Regions from separate parts of the Zea mays genome. Here region 2 is linked to region 1. A link is a contact called in public Hi-C data. All regions are on one chromosome and are shown on one strand. Each heading gives the region's core, a stretch centred on a gene start, on an enhancer-like site or on the middle of the called end of the contact. The rest is flanking DNA. Distances are from core to core; before and after follow the strand shown.

Region 1 (7,008 bases), core at 2,541-5,040:
GTAATTCATTTCCCTTTACACACAAAAAAGGGTAAAATTCACACAGCAAACCAGAAACAATCAAACACACACCATACTATGAGTCTATGACAATGAACAAAAACATTAAAAAAAAGATGAAGCAATAACAATAACTGCCATATTCACAGTATAAACTAATGTGAATATCTGGAAAAAACACCAACGAAAGCCATGAAACACAAATGGCTGGTAAATTTCTATACATCAGTAAAAAATTATGTTGATATTTGTACACCCCTTCCAGTTTCATATCAGTCCATGAAAAAGGCCAGTTTATCAACAGTGCAGTTCATCCATTCAAGAGTAAAGCATGATATAAAATCAGAAAAGAATCAATAGAAGAACCACTTTATGAAAATCTACGTACACTGAAGGCATGTCTAGTACCGCTCTCAAAACCAATTTCCCCATGAGAATCTGAGAACAATGTCAAGTTGCGCTATATGCCTATATCAATTAGCTCCTGGTAGGAATTAAGTGGAGCCAGTGCCGGAGCCACAGCCTGGCGAGCCTGGGCACGTGCCCGGGCTCCGCCGTTTGCTGCTTCATGACGGACGCATGGAGTTGGAGCTCGAGGAGAAACCAGTACGGAGACATCACATATGGAGCTCGAAGAGGAACCAGTAGGCATGTGCTGCTTTTGGAGGAGCTGGTGCTCATTTTCACTCCTTTTGGAGGAGCTGGTGTTCGGCTTCACGGTGGCGTTGGAGCTTGCAGGCCTCGATTTCGTGTGGCGGATGATGTTGTGGCCGCCGAAACTGATGTTGAGGAGCTGACGCTTACGCTGTAGGTCACGCTTTATCACGTTCATTGGCTAGCTCTCAATGCAGCTATGGTGGGCGTCCTTTGCTTGGACACGGTCCTTGAAAATGGTGCTAGATCGGAGGGGGGCTGACCGATGGCTAACCATATTTTAGGCAGAGTTTAAATTATGGCAGGATGGATTAGGATTGCACGGCAGCCTGTGATGCCCAGGCTTCCATTAAAGCCTAGCTCCACCACTCCCCCCCCCCCACTCACTCAGAAGCCCCCAATAACCTCTCTCTGCTATACCGCTATGCCCAACTCCTCTAGGTTCTCGCTCTTGACATGGGTGATTAGGTTTTCCCTGCTGGCTGCTGCCCACCACCCCTCTCACCCACTCCGCTTAGCCACTCCTCACTGTTTCCCATACCCTTTTAGACAGCTGGACGCACACACCAACACACGAGGCTGTTAGCATGCATCGTTCAGAGACAGACACCATCAACCAAAGTCACTAGTCCACTTCCATCGCCCAGCTCCTCCATGTGAGGCCCAATGCATCTACATCCCCCTCCTTAGATCTGAAACTTGGATGTTTGGTTTTACATGTCCTCACTAGATGTATGATTTTCCCCCTTGTCAATAACGTGTGAAGGATATATGCAGCTGGCAATGGTCACTGGATAGGATAAAATAGTCAGTAACGTGTTTATTGCGAACTTTATCCAAAAGGGTAATCTAAGAATAAAATTGGTGCTATATTGAACATCTTATCTTATAATATTTGCAATATTGGATTAAGCCGAATGCACTATTACACCTAACTGAACAAAACTAGGCTTAGGTTTCAAGCACCTAGAAAGTTTCCTGCCCAATAAAATTCAGTATTACAAGCAGCTCTCATGGTGTAATATAATCATATAAGAGGTTCGAGGGTACACATGAAAGCCATCAGAAAAGATTTCCATGAGTGCCTGTGTAGCTCCTACATAGGCTCGCTTAAGGACTAGTGGATCCTGGATACGCCACAAAGCCTAGAGTGTTAGCGATATTATTGTGTTGTATTGCAAAGTACAATCTTCCATAGTTAACCACATATATCAACAGGAAAAGACATGTGGTCGACCTTCAGAAGACAATGAAATAAGGTCTGATATCAGCAGACTCACTACTAGCAGAACTGACTTACCACACCCCAAGAAAAAGGATCTAGATGATTCTAAGACAAACAACACCCTCTGTCCTCGTACACAAGCTAGCATTCTTACACTGGGAAGTTGATGTGCATAGACCCAAAAAAACTAAGCATCAGTGACTTGGCTGGCTCAGATCCAACCAGAAGAAATTGACAAACCAAGAGTACCGTTATTACCAGCAAAGCTCCCACTGTCAAAAAGAAGAAAAAAGAATCCAATTCTGTCCAGAAGCTCAGATGTTTCAGTGAAGAATCATAAAAAAGTTGTGCTTTAAAAAATGTCATGCCTGGCTAATAATAACCCATTAAAGCATAAGCGTCGAACCAAAGGATCCACTGAATCATCAGCAAAATATTGGAAACTCAATGTTAGCTCGAAAATGCTCTCGTCTTTCAACTAAAGATATACCGTCTAAGGGCCCACCCATCAGCATTGTACATATGACCAACCAAAAGCATTTCCAGCTAACAACAAAAGCTCTATTTAATCAACTCAGATCCACCAAACCCTCAAAAAAGCCAAGGCAGGCTTCCAATTTACATCTCACGCAGGGCCCAGAACCAATGCACCACTACAGGATTGAATGCTACGACTGCAGCATCCCAAAATGCAGATGTTTTTAATGTGGAGACAGCTTTTGGTACAAGAAAATTTTGGCCACGACTTTTGGGGCTTTGCCCTCAATATTGATCAGGGATGCACATCGGACAAGGGTGGCTTTGACAAACCAAATTCTACGGATCCTAAAAAGAGAACACTCGCCCCAAATAAACTATCCACTTTGACAGCTGACAATTGCTGGGAGAAGCCCGCACCTTGTTTGCATCGAACAGCTCCCCAACAGTACACCTGCCAACAATCCCTTGTCCAAAACGCTATAAGATTTCACGAAAATAAAATGTACGCAGCGCATTCAGATCCACCGGACATAGCAGCAGACCCCAGTCATTTAGAAATTTTCTCACCCTGCTAATGGCAACCACGAAGTCTCGAATTTTTGTTCCAAGGATCCAGAGAGCGCAACGGGGCGGTCGCCGGAGGTAACGCCGCACCCCTCGAAACATGGAGCATTTGGCAGGGAAGAAGAGATTTGCGCGGAAATATCGACGGATCCAAAAGCATCCGCCCCCGCTCTGGGGCTGCGAGGAGGAAGGAGTAGCCTCGGTCCCCATCGATCTCACCAGGGGAAAGGAAAGGAAAGGAAAGGAGAAGGGAGGAAAAGCAGAGCATTCGTGCAAACCTTGGCTTTCGGAAGATCAGCTTCGCCCTTCTTCCTTTCTTGAACTCAGTACAGCAAGCGAGACAGCTCTGCCGCGCTGGAGCATGCCGGCGGCGCGAACGCAGTCGCCTCCGCCGCGGCGCCTAGCGCTGATAGCTCGGGTTTAAAGGAGTGGTTGGGGAGGCGAGAGAGAGATTACTGGAGCAGACAAGACAAGGCAAGGCAAGTACTTTGAACTGCTTGGGGGGTTGGTGTTAGTGTTAGCAGCAAGCAATGAGCCAATGACCTGAGAACGGGAGACTGGGAGAGAGAGAAGGACGTAAGACAGACCGCCAAAGCCAGCCGATATTAGCGCCGTTGGTTGGGTTGCTTACCGGGGCAGGCAGGTTAGGGAGGGGGAGGGGAGGGGAGCACCGGAGCAAGCGAGTAGCACAATCATTGATGATTGATTATCGCTTCATTGATGGGCAAGCTGGGTGCAGCGTTGAAGGGAGGAGCAGAAACGGATCTGGTGAAGGGAGGAGAAAAGGGGCAGCGGATTCACCTAAGCTGACGACGGCGGAGGTCCTCACCACGGCTACGGGATGGAGCTCAGTGTGGCCATTTGGGTTAGCCCGAAAATTCGGATCGGGTTTTTTTGGGCTTTCTAAATTTCGGGTTTCTAGAAATGATACTCGAAGGCAGTGTGACTATATTGTATACCCGTTAATTTGGGTACCCGAATTTTTTGGGTTTAGGTTTGGGTAGCCCATTCTACCCGTTTTCAAACCAATTAGATTAGTGTTCGACACCAAAAAGAGAGGGCGGACGGTCCGGCCCTGAGGCCGGACGATCCGCGCGTGCGCAGAATAGATTAGGGTTCCGAGTTTTTTGCTGTGTTTGTTGGCTAGATTCTCGGAATTAGCTGGTGAAGTTTGTTTGTAAAGGGTCCAGCCCTCCTCCTCTATAAATAGAGAGGTATACGGCCGATTTGTAATCAGCAATCGAATCAATACAACTTCTATTTCGCATTTATTTTCGGTACAATTAGGAGTAGTTCTAGTCTAGTTCTAGTTTAGCCTCTCGATCTCCAAATTCTCCGCCTCTCTTCGACTCTACGTCGATTAGAGGAGTCTAGGTCGGCCGGCCCGAGCCTAGACAACTCCTAGGATCTCTCCTCCCCGACGGGGTCCTTCCCGGGAGCGAGATCCAGGCGCCGCCGGCGATCTTCCGCCGCCCCTGCGTACGCGCGGACCGTCCGGCCCCAGACCGTCCACCCCTGTGCAGAGAGCACCGCCGCGCCTCGCACTAGGCCGCGGACCGTCCGGCCCCTGCGCGCGGACCGTCCGCCCCTGTGCAGAAGGCACCGCCACGGTTCTTGTTGAGTGTTTGGCGCTCCAAAAAGGCGTCAACATACTTTTTGGCGACTCCGCTGGGGACAGCGAATATAGACACATCAAATCGGCCCTCAATGGCCGGTTCAAAGGATAGCTCTGAAGTTTCCACCAGCAATATCATCACACCGACATGGGAAACCTTGCCGGCTGAAGAATAGCTCCTGTTCGAGGAGCGCCAGGAGCAGCTGATCCAAGAAGCAAAGGCGAAGTTCCTGGCCGACTTCAAAGTGGACAGGAACAACAAAATCGTTCGGCAACGGGCGACAGATCTGGCTTCGCTCCGACCTACTACAATTACCCCCAATGTAAGTAGCACCAACGAACTCCAATCTCTTAAAGCTTACATAGACGAACAGCGAGAACAGTTGCAACGTATCGTAGATGATATACAAAATGATCATGAAAGGCTAGTGCGTGTGCTTGATAAGTCTACTATGGCAAATCTTCCTTCGCACGAGGTTGAATTGATGGAGTACACACATAATTCATCGGCTACAGGTTGTCACGACCAGTCACAACCCCTTTATGGGATGCCGATGGACATGTACCCTAGGCAACGACAGCCTCCCACGCACATCGACGATAAATTTGTCGATCTGCGCATGTCCGGACCGTCCGCACGTGGGCGCGGACCGTCCGGGCCAGCGGCGACCGATCCCATTTTTAGAAGCGAATTACCGAGACCTGCACCCAAGCCGCCACATGCCGTGCAATCCCTAGATAGCCCATTCGGACCGTCTGCATATGGCGCCAGACAGACCGAATATAATGTCGGACGGTCCGGTCACATGGCCGGACAGTCCGCACACGGGGCCAGACAGTCCGCGTATTTAACCGGACGGTCCGGCACAAATTTTTTTTAAGGAGGATGGATATCCAACTCCGTATCCGTCCCAGCTAGACTCCTCATCTCACCATATGACACACCATCACCATAATATAATCTATCAAACCCGTGAGAGTGAGTACTTTCCGGCCCCTAGAGGGCCAGAAAGGAATGGCTAGTCCTATGAACCTCATAGGGCATGCATTAACGCGCCGCAAAACCCAAACCAATGGGGAGGAAAACAACATACCAACATTCAAACAAACTCACCCATATTGGATCAAAGAGCCGGTGGTCTCCCACCGGCTGCCATCGATATAGTAAGGGAGGAAATAGCTGGGGCGTTCCGAGATAAGCTCGGAGTTAGTATAGTCCCCGGGGGGCAGTCATATCGGAGACCTTATGATAGCCAGTTTGACCGGCTCCCATACCCACAAGGGACCAGAATACCTGAATTCGCAAAGTTTTCGGGTGACCAAGAAAAGAGCATGCGTGAGCACATAGACCAGTTCTTAGCACAGTTAGGAGAATTAGCCGACACTGAAGCATTCTGAGTCCGTTTATTTTCATTATCTTTAACAGGAACTGCATTCACATGGTATGCCACGCTCCCTCCTAACTTCATTTTGTCGTGGGGAGATCTATAACAAAAATTTCATGAACATTTCTTCTCTGGCGATTATGAGCTAGATTTAGTAGACTTAGTAGCCCTACGACAAGAAAAGGATGAATCGGTTAGTGATTACATCCAGAGATTACGGGATACGAGAAACCAATGCTTTCAAATTCATTTAACAGATAAACAACTGGCGGGAATAGCCTTTGATGGATTGCGCTATTATTTAAAAGAGAAATTAGAAGGCATCCAGTTCTTTACGCTAGCACAATTACATCAGAGAGCTTCGGCTTGTGAAAGCCGAAGCAAAGAACTAGTCAAAACGGTTCATCATAATGTCCATATAGTAGAACACAGTCAAAGTAGTTCGGACGGTGAACCAAAGGAAATTTACACTGCCAAAATAGTTTGGCCTGAGCAGGCCAAATCTTCGGCTTGCTCCTCCTTGCAGCCAGTTCAAAAGAAACGACAGGAGGAGATTAAGTTTACATTTAATGTTGGCCAATGTGATAAGATATTCGATGAATTACTAAAAAATGGTAACATTAAGATTGATTATATCGTTCCACCTGCCGACGAACTAAAGCGTCGCGCATATTGCAAGTGGCACAACTCATTTTCCCATGCCACTAATGATTGTAATGTGTTTCGACGACAAATCCAATCGGCCATTAATGAGGGACGATTGAAATTTCAGGAGGACACGGAGCCCTTTCCAATGAATATGATCGACTTCAATGGCAAAAAGGTCCTAATTCGGCCCAGCACAGCCGATAAGGGCAAAGACAAAGAAGTCATCATCGGCAACGCACGGGAGGCCAATGGAAACAACAAAATTGCTTGCAGGAAAGTGGTGGCCGAAAAAACTCCTGATGGAGGGGAGACACTAAAGGTGACCATCACAAACTCCGGCACTGGAGGGCAAGTGCAGACAAGGGGACATGCGCAAGAACCCATACTACGCATCACGGACGGTCCGGTGCCCAGGCGCGGATGGTCCGTGACATCGC
Region 2 (7,295 bases), core at 4,310-6,809, 240 kb after region 1:
TAATTAATGTAAAAACATGCCATGAAAAATTGCAACAATTTAAAACATGTAGATTGTCATAATATAGAATTGATAAATACACAATCTACCATATGAAAGGAATTTCTTCAAAGAATGATGACATAATTTTAAAACATCCTTAAGTGCTTTCTATTTCTATGTGACTACACAAGACACATGACAAATTAAGATAATTGCACTTAAGAATATAAATGTTACCATCCTTTGACTTTCCTCCATGTTGTAGGCTTTGAAATTCCGCACATGATAATTCTTTAATTCCTACAACATCAATATCTTCCCCGAGATGATATGGGTTTTGAATAACATATTGAAACAACCTTGGGTCAATCTTGAATATGTAGATCATTTGAAGATTGATAGCTTGAGTTGATAAGAATTGAATTAACTTCCTCAAACACCCCAAAGGTTCATATCATCTCCTTCTCCTACAAATCTTGTCAAGCACATTTTGGTACCCATCGCTTGATGGGTCCGTTAAGGTTAGTAAACAAAGATCTAGGAACCCAAGTGTCCTTTGTGCTAGCGCTTGGTAAACTTGTTACCTTTCTAGCACAAGTTGCAATTTTGGGTTGCCTAGTTACATGAAAATTAATTGACAAGCTAGGAGTGGAATTGTTACCAATGGGACAATCCTTGCATTGATGTCCCTTTCTTCGGCATGTGTAGCATAGGCGTTTTTCAAGTTTTGAAGTTTTCTTCTTTCCTTGCTTGTTGCCTGCTACATGGTTAGTAAAAACTTTCTTTTCTAACCCTATGCCTTTTTGTTTTAAATGGGGACAAGATCTAAGCAAGTGTCCTTTCTTAGAGCATTTAAAACAAAGTCTATCATCCTTGTTAATAATCAAGCCATTAATATAGGGACATGACCTAATCAAGTGCCCCATTTCAAAGCATTCACTACACCTCTTAATGTGAAGTGTGGCTTGATCATTACCTTGGATGTTACCTTTTGTGGAGGCGTGGTTGAGGCTTTTGGAGGAGGTGTTGAATTTCATTTTTTGTTTCCTCCTCATGGCAATCCTCAAATCCTTGCCATTTTCTTCAAGGGATGTAGTGCATGCCACGATTGTTCCCGTCTCAAGCTTCTTCACCATGTGATCACGGTTATCTTGAGAAGGTTGGGCAATGCATTTCCCTTTTAGTTGTGTCAAGCTCTTCTTTAGCCTCTCATTTTCTTCTTTGAGCTTTTGATATGAATCATCATTTGTTCCTGCAAATTCTAGCTCAAAGGAAGATTTGCTTGTTGACAAACAACAAGCATTAGCACATGGTAATATAGTATCAATTTGAATACATGTGCATGAGTGAGGTTGTTGGGATTTTAAATTTTCTATCACAACCTCATGAGCAATGTTTAATATGATATGATCATCTATAAGATTTTCATGAGAACATAGAAGCATATCATATTTATTTTGAAAAGCTAGATTTTCAACTTTTAGCTTTTCTATTTGGTCCTTAAGCAAGGTATTCCTATTTACTAATTGAGCGATACAATGTAAAGCGTTATCTTGCTCAATTGAAATAGTTTCATACCTTTGGACCAAATCAACATGAGAGCACTTTAGCTCCTCATGTTCTTTAGTCAACTCGTCAAAGTGTTGCATCTTTATGGAGAGAATATCTTCTAGCCTTTGACGAGCTTCGCTTTGTTCTCTCGCTCTTTCTAGAAGTTTGAGCATGACCGCCTTATCTTCTTGGCTTAGGCGAGCGTAGAGATGCACAAAGCTTCTTTCTTCCTCCTCATCCTCGTTTGTGCTTCCGCTATCATTTTCATTAGCTACACAACACATGTGGGAATCGAAATGGGAAGACAAACCTTTTGGAGAGGTGGATTCATCGTTTGGTCTCCATCGTTCATTTTCTCCTTCTTCCTTGCAAGGGTTAGTATCACAAAAACTAAAGGAAGTTGAGGCATTAAATGAACTATTATGTTTGGACTCATCAAACTTGATTTTAATTCTAGTCCAAATATCATGCGCATCGGGAATGGATTCGTCATAGTTTGATATGAAGGCACGATAATCTTCTTTGCTAAGAGAATTGTTTAAGATGTCAAAAGCTAGGTAGTTTAAGCGATAACATCTTTGATCCTCCTCGGAATTAATTTTTCCATTAAAACTAGAGGGGAAAATACTCTTGTCAATAATTTGTTCTAATTGAGGATGTATGGTTCTAAAGGCATTTATCACACTAGTAGACCATGAATCATAATTAGAACAATCATCAAATAATATCTCAAGAGTTACCTCCTTTTGAGTTGCGTTCGTTGGAGGAGTCTTCTTGTTCTTTTGGGATCTTCTACGAGCCATCACTTCGAGTTGTTAGACTCAAGATGAAGTGCCTAGCTCTGATACCAATTGAAAGTCGCCTAGAGGGGGGGTGGATAGGCGAAACCTGAAAATTAAAACTTTATCCCCCAACTAGATCCTTGATTAGTGGTTAGAACAAGATGAACAATTATCGGAGTATAAAAAACTAAGTTCTTGCTAGTAAAAAGTATAGCTTTCAAATAATGCGGAAGTGATAAATCAATACAACTAATAATTCTATGATAACAAAGCAAGAAAGCTTAGATGAAAAAGAGCACTAACTCAAGTTCTTTTCTTGCGGAGTGTTGCTTCACTTAAATGATATTTTAACTTGAAGCAACACCAAATGATATGAGCAAAGAATAGTGCAAGAGAACTTAGAGTAAGAGAAAGCAAACAAATCACAAGCAAAAGCACAATGAACACAGGTGATTTGTTTTACCGAGGTTCGGCCCTCGAAGGCCTAGTCCCCGTTGAGGAGTCCACTTAAGGACGGGTCTTTTTCAACCCTTTCCCTCTCTCCCGATCACACAAGGATCGGCGAGCTCTTCTTCTTCTCAAGGATCACTCTCGATCCCACAAGGACCACCACAATCTTTGGTGTCTCTTGCTAGCTTTTACAAGCCTCCAACACTTTGGAGGAAGTTCGAATGGGAGTCAAAAACTCCACGCGCAAATGAACACAAAGATGTAGCGCACACTATCTCTCAATGAATCTCACAAGGCGCTAGGGCTAAACTCAATTGAGTAGCTCTCAATTGCTTGCTCTCTCTTTTGTGGCACTTGTGTTGGGTGTAGTGGACTAAATCTTGTGTATATGATGGATCAATGAATATAGGTGGTTGGGAGGGCTTGAGTATGTCAACTAGATGACTTGGAATGTTGCTTGGACTCCCACACCTTGAAGTGGCCGGTTGGGGTGGTATTTATAGCCACCATCCAAAAACTAGCCGCTGATGAAGTCTGCTAGCGATGGGCGCACCGGACAGTCCGGTGCACACCGGACATGTCCGGTGCACCAGCCACGTCATCCTAGCCGTTGAGATTGGAGCTGGTCGACCGTTGGAGGCTTTGTCCTCATGTGGCACCGGACAGTCCGGTGCACACCGGACAGTCCGGTGCCTCTCTGATCCTCTGCTCTGACTTCTGCCGCGTGTACTGTTCTGCACTGTTTCCTGTCAGAGTCGACCGTTGGGCGCAGATGACCGTTGCTCCGCTGGCACACCGGACAGTCCGGTGCACACCGGACAGTCCGGTGAATTTTAGCGGAGCAGTCTTCGTGAAATCCCGAGGCTGCCGAGTTCCTGAGGCCGCGTTCCGTTGGAGCACCGGACACTGTCCGGTGTACACCGGACAGTCCGGTGAATTATAGCGCGCCGGCCCCAGACTTTCCCGAAAGGGGCGAGTTTGAGTCTGCGTTTCCTGGTGCACCGGACAGGTACTGTTTACTGTCCGGTGGCACACCGGACAGTCCGGTGCGCCAGACCAGGGGTGCCTTCGGTTGCCCCTTTGCTCCTTTTATCTTGACTCTTGTCTTGTTCTTTTTATTGGTTTTATGTTGAATCTTAGGCACCTGTAGAACATATGATCTAGAGCAAACTAATTAGTCCAATTGTTTGTGTTGGACATTCAATCACCAAAATCATTTAGGAAAAGGTTTAAAGCCTATTTCCCTTTCACCTACACGCAGCACGAAACCCTTCTATACAAGGCTCAAGTGCACAGAAAAATCTATGGAAGTACACCTTTTCATCTACAACTTGGGTGTCTATCTCCACCACACTATTAGGGGCTTTTATCAAAATTTCTTCCTTCCACCTATACAACATACTGAAACTATCATCCCAATTGCCATATATCTCTTTTAAAGCTTCCTGCATTCCTTTCCAAGTCACATCATAACTGACCCTATAGTTGTAAGTGTCTTGTAACCTCTTTTGCAAAGCCTTCTGAGCTACCCAAGCTTGATTGGCATTCCCATAACTTATCCGGCTGCTTGAAGCACATTTATGCTAATTCACTAAGACAACAACCTTCAAAACAAAATAACGATGTAAGTAACACCAACTTATGTGAACTAAATTATACAATTGGAGAGAAACAGAAGAAAAGGTTAGTACCATAACACTAGAATCCGGTCTTGTAGAACCATTCAGTTTCCAAGGGCATGTGCAATCATTCCCTTTGCAGTACACTCTATATCTATTTCTATCCGACTTTGTTATTCCAAGCTCAAACTCCTCATTTATAGCATATTGCCTCACAGCTAGTCTAAACTCTTTCATCGATGGATATAGAGTACCCAACTTCAGATCAGGGTGATCATCATCGTGCAATATGTTGACCATTTCTGCATTTTCATCATCAACTGGCATGGCAGCATCTAGATCACTTGGATCAAAACTATTACTTTCCGATTTAAAATGAGATGCAAAGTTACTTGGTTCTAGGTGGGTTCGATTCATCTCCTCATCCTCATCTCCAAGTCCCAAGAACACATACATCTCATCCTCATCACAGATTCTAAACATATCACCCTGATCCCCATTATCCTTATTTTCAGCATTCTCAATAATAAAGCTACTTCAGTCAATAGACATGGTGTCATCATCATTACCATCCATGATGCGAACACGCAATTATCACCACCTATTTCTAGTGTTAGCACAAATTATTACACATAATGATGAAACAGATGCTGCAAAATAAGGTGCTGCCACAAGAGCTGCGACAGAGGGGAGGGGATATGTTACCTGCAGAAGGAAGTGGCGCGACAGGATATCACAGGCTTGGACGACCCCCTATTTCCACCAGCTCGACGCCGGCTCACATCCGTCTGTGTAGGAAGAGAAAAGGTTACAGAGTGTAGGGAAAGGGCAAGAGAAAGGATACAGAGGGAAATGGGAAGATCACCTGAAAAGGGAAGAAGGTCGTCGTCAACGTCGCCGATGTGCCGCAGCGAAGAAAGGGTTCGCCGTTGAGTGTGGCCGCGTCGTCCAGAGAAAAGAGGCAGAGAAGAGAAGAAAGGAAATGGAGAGATGAGACGGGAGGAGACGGCGTTGCGTTCAGGCGTAAGAGCAAAAGCGGCACATAAAGACACGGGCCTACCTGCCAGAAACACCAAAAGCCTTCCTGATCCGTTTTGAAGAGCAACCATGTTTGAGTAACCCGCCGGCCTCCCAACAGTGTATTTTGAAGAACGACGACTAGAGTGACCTGTTTTGACAAATTTCTCGGCTGGGCGTGGGCGGGTTTCTGATGTTGGGTTGGGAAGAGAAGAGATAGCTCGTCCTCAGCATCCGCCTTCCTCCTCGGCGGCCATGCTGCTCCGCCTCCGCCCGCCGCGGCACCCGTCCACCGCGGCGGCCACAACCCTCTCTTCCTTCCTCCCCTCCACTTCCTTCCGCCGACTCATCCCCTTGCCGCGCTGGCGCCCCCCTCCGCGCCGCCGCCTCTCCGCCGCCGCCAAGGGTAAAGCTCTTTTTCACAGCTTTGACTGATGCTGGCGAGAAACGGAGAAGAGGTGCTTACTGCCAAATTTCTTCTGTGGTGCTAGATTCGATCGGCCGGTTGGATCCGCGCCAGGAGCGGTACGACGTCATTGTGGTCGGAGGCGGCCATGCCGGATGCGAGGCCGCCCTTGCTTCGGCTCGCCTCGGCGCGCGCACCCTGCTTCTTACGCTCAACATTGACCGGATTGCGTGGCAGGTCTGCGCTGAGCTAACTTTGCCCCGATGGTAGATATTCTAGTCAAGTTCATGACTGAAATTACTTGAACATTGACTCCTGATGCCACATAATAAAAATCATGTCCCTTATATGAAGAATCGATCCATCAAACCCTGCAGTGTAGAAATTTAGCAATGTGAAATCTCACCTGTGATAGCATTTTTGTAGGGCACAGATTCTGTTCCAAGGTATGAATGGACAATAGAAACTGAAGAGATGGTTTTTGATTATTATGTTGCATATCTTAGTATGCTATAGCCTATAACTATAAGGAAACATTCTTTGTCAATGAATTCCATTTAAATTTTAGTATTAGAAGTGTGGTTCTGCTTCAACTCATCTTCTGCCCTACCCAGCCTTGTAACCCTGCTGTTGGTGGCCCTGCGAAGTCTCAACTTGTCCATGAGGTAGATGCCCTTGGTGGTGAAATTGGAAAAATTACTGATAGGTACGAGTTCAAACGTCTTGTTGTCTGGAGAATGAGTTTCTCTGAGTGCAAATGGCTGAGAGTCCAGATTTTGATTGCTAGTTAATCAACAAAGATATCTTAGCATACTGATTGCATCTTCTTCTGATAGGTGCTACTTGCAAAAGCGTGTACTGAACAGCTCAAAAGGCCCTGCTGTACGTGCACTGCGTGCTCAGACTGATAAGAGAGAGTATGCAATAGAGATGAAGAACAGTGTGGAAAGGTCAGTGTATACTAAGTTGCTAACTTTACTTGGATTTGTAATCTTGTCTGGCGCCTCCATAAGTGGTTAGTGCTACATAATTTCTGAATATGTTTCGTTTAGCTGACCTCATTTAAGTTATGTTAATTTGATCATCATTTCAGAGCTTCTTAGGTTGTACTCACAAAATTGTGATCTTTGGTTTAAACTATATCAAACATGACACCTTCTCAAAATTTGGCACCAGATATTGTTGTTACTGTATTAAGACCATGGTTCTGCATGACTAGTCTTAAGTTCTCAATGTAGTAAAAAACACTCAAGGTAGATGTAAATATTTTAATCTTCTGACATAAGAGTTTAGCATTTTTTTCTGCTTGCCAACTTTTGTCATGCTTTGCTGATATTTCTTATCGTTGATCGCATGTATTGTGATAGATTTCACATTGCTTATTGACTATTTTGTGTATTATGCTTCAGCACAGAAAACCTTTTCATTAGAGAAGCAATGGCTACAGAGGTTTTAATTGGAAAAAATGACAGCATTGAGGGTGTTCGC

The links. A called contact is a pair of places that touch in the nucleus more often than the background predicts.
Region 2: a contact with region 1 is called in a Hi-C map of endosperm, with 3 times the contacts expected there. The contact joins the promoter of LOC100383575 here to the promoter of LOC103650707 in region 1. A contact is called at or near these places in 2 of 25 Hi-C or Micro-C datasets (endosperm and leaf).

The regions. Positions count from the first base shown.
Region 1 is chr3:148,565,776-148,572,783 of Zm-B73-REFERENCE-NAM-5.0, forward strand. LOC103650707 (sporulation-specific protein 15) reads right to left here and starts at 3,791. Exons shown (of 11, transcript XM_008676274.3): 1 at 3,202-3,791.
Region 2 is chr3:148,805,119-148,812,413 of Zm-B73-REFERENCE-NAM-5.0, forward strand. LOC100383575 reads left to right here and starts at 5,560. Exons shown (of 13, transcript NM_001176223.1): 1 at 5,560-5,807; 2 at 5,893-6,044; 3 at 6,422-6,513; 4 at 6,644-6,757; 5 at 7,217-7,295. The coding sequence starts at 5,657.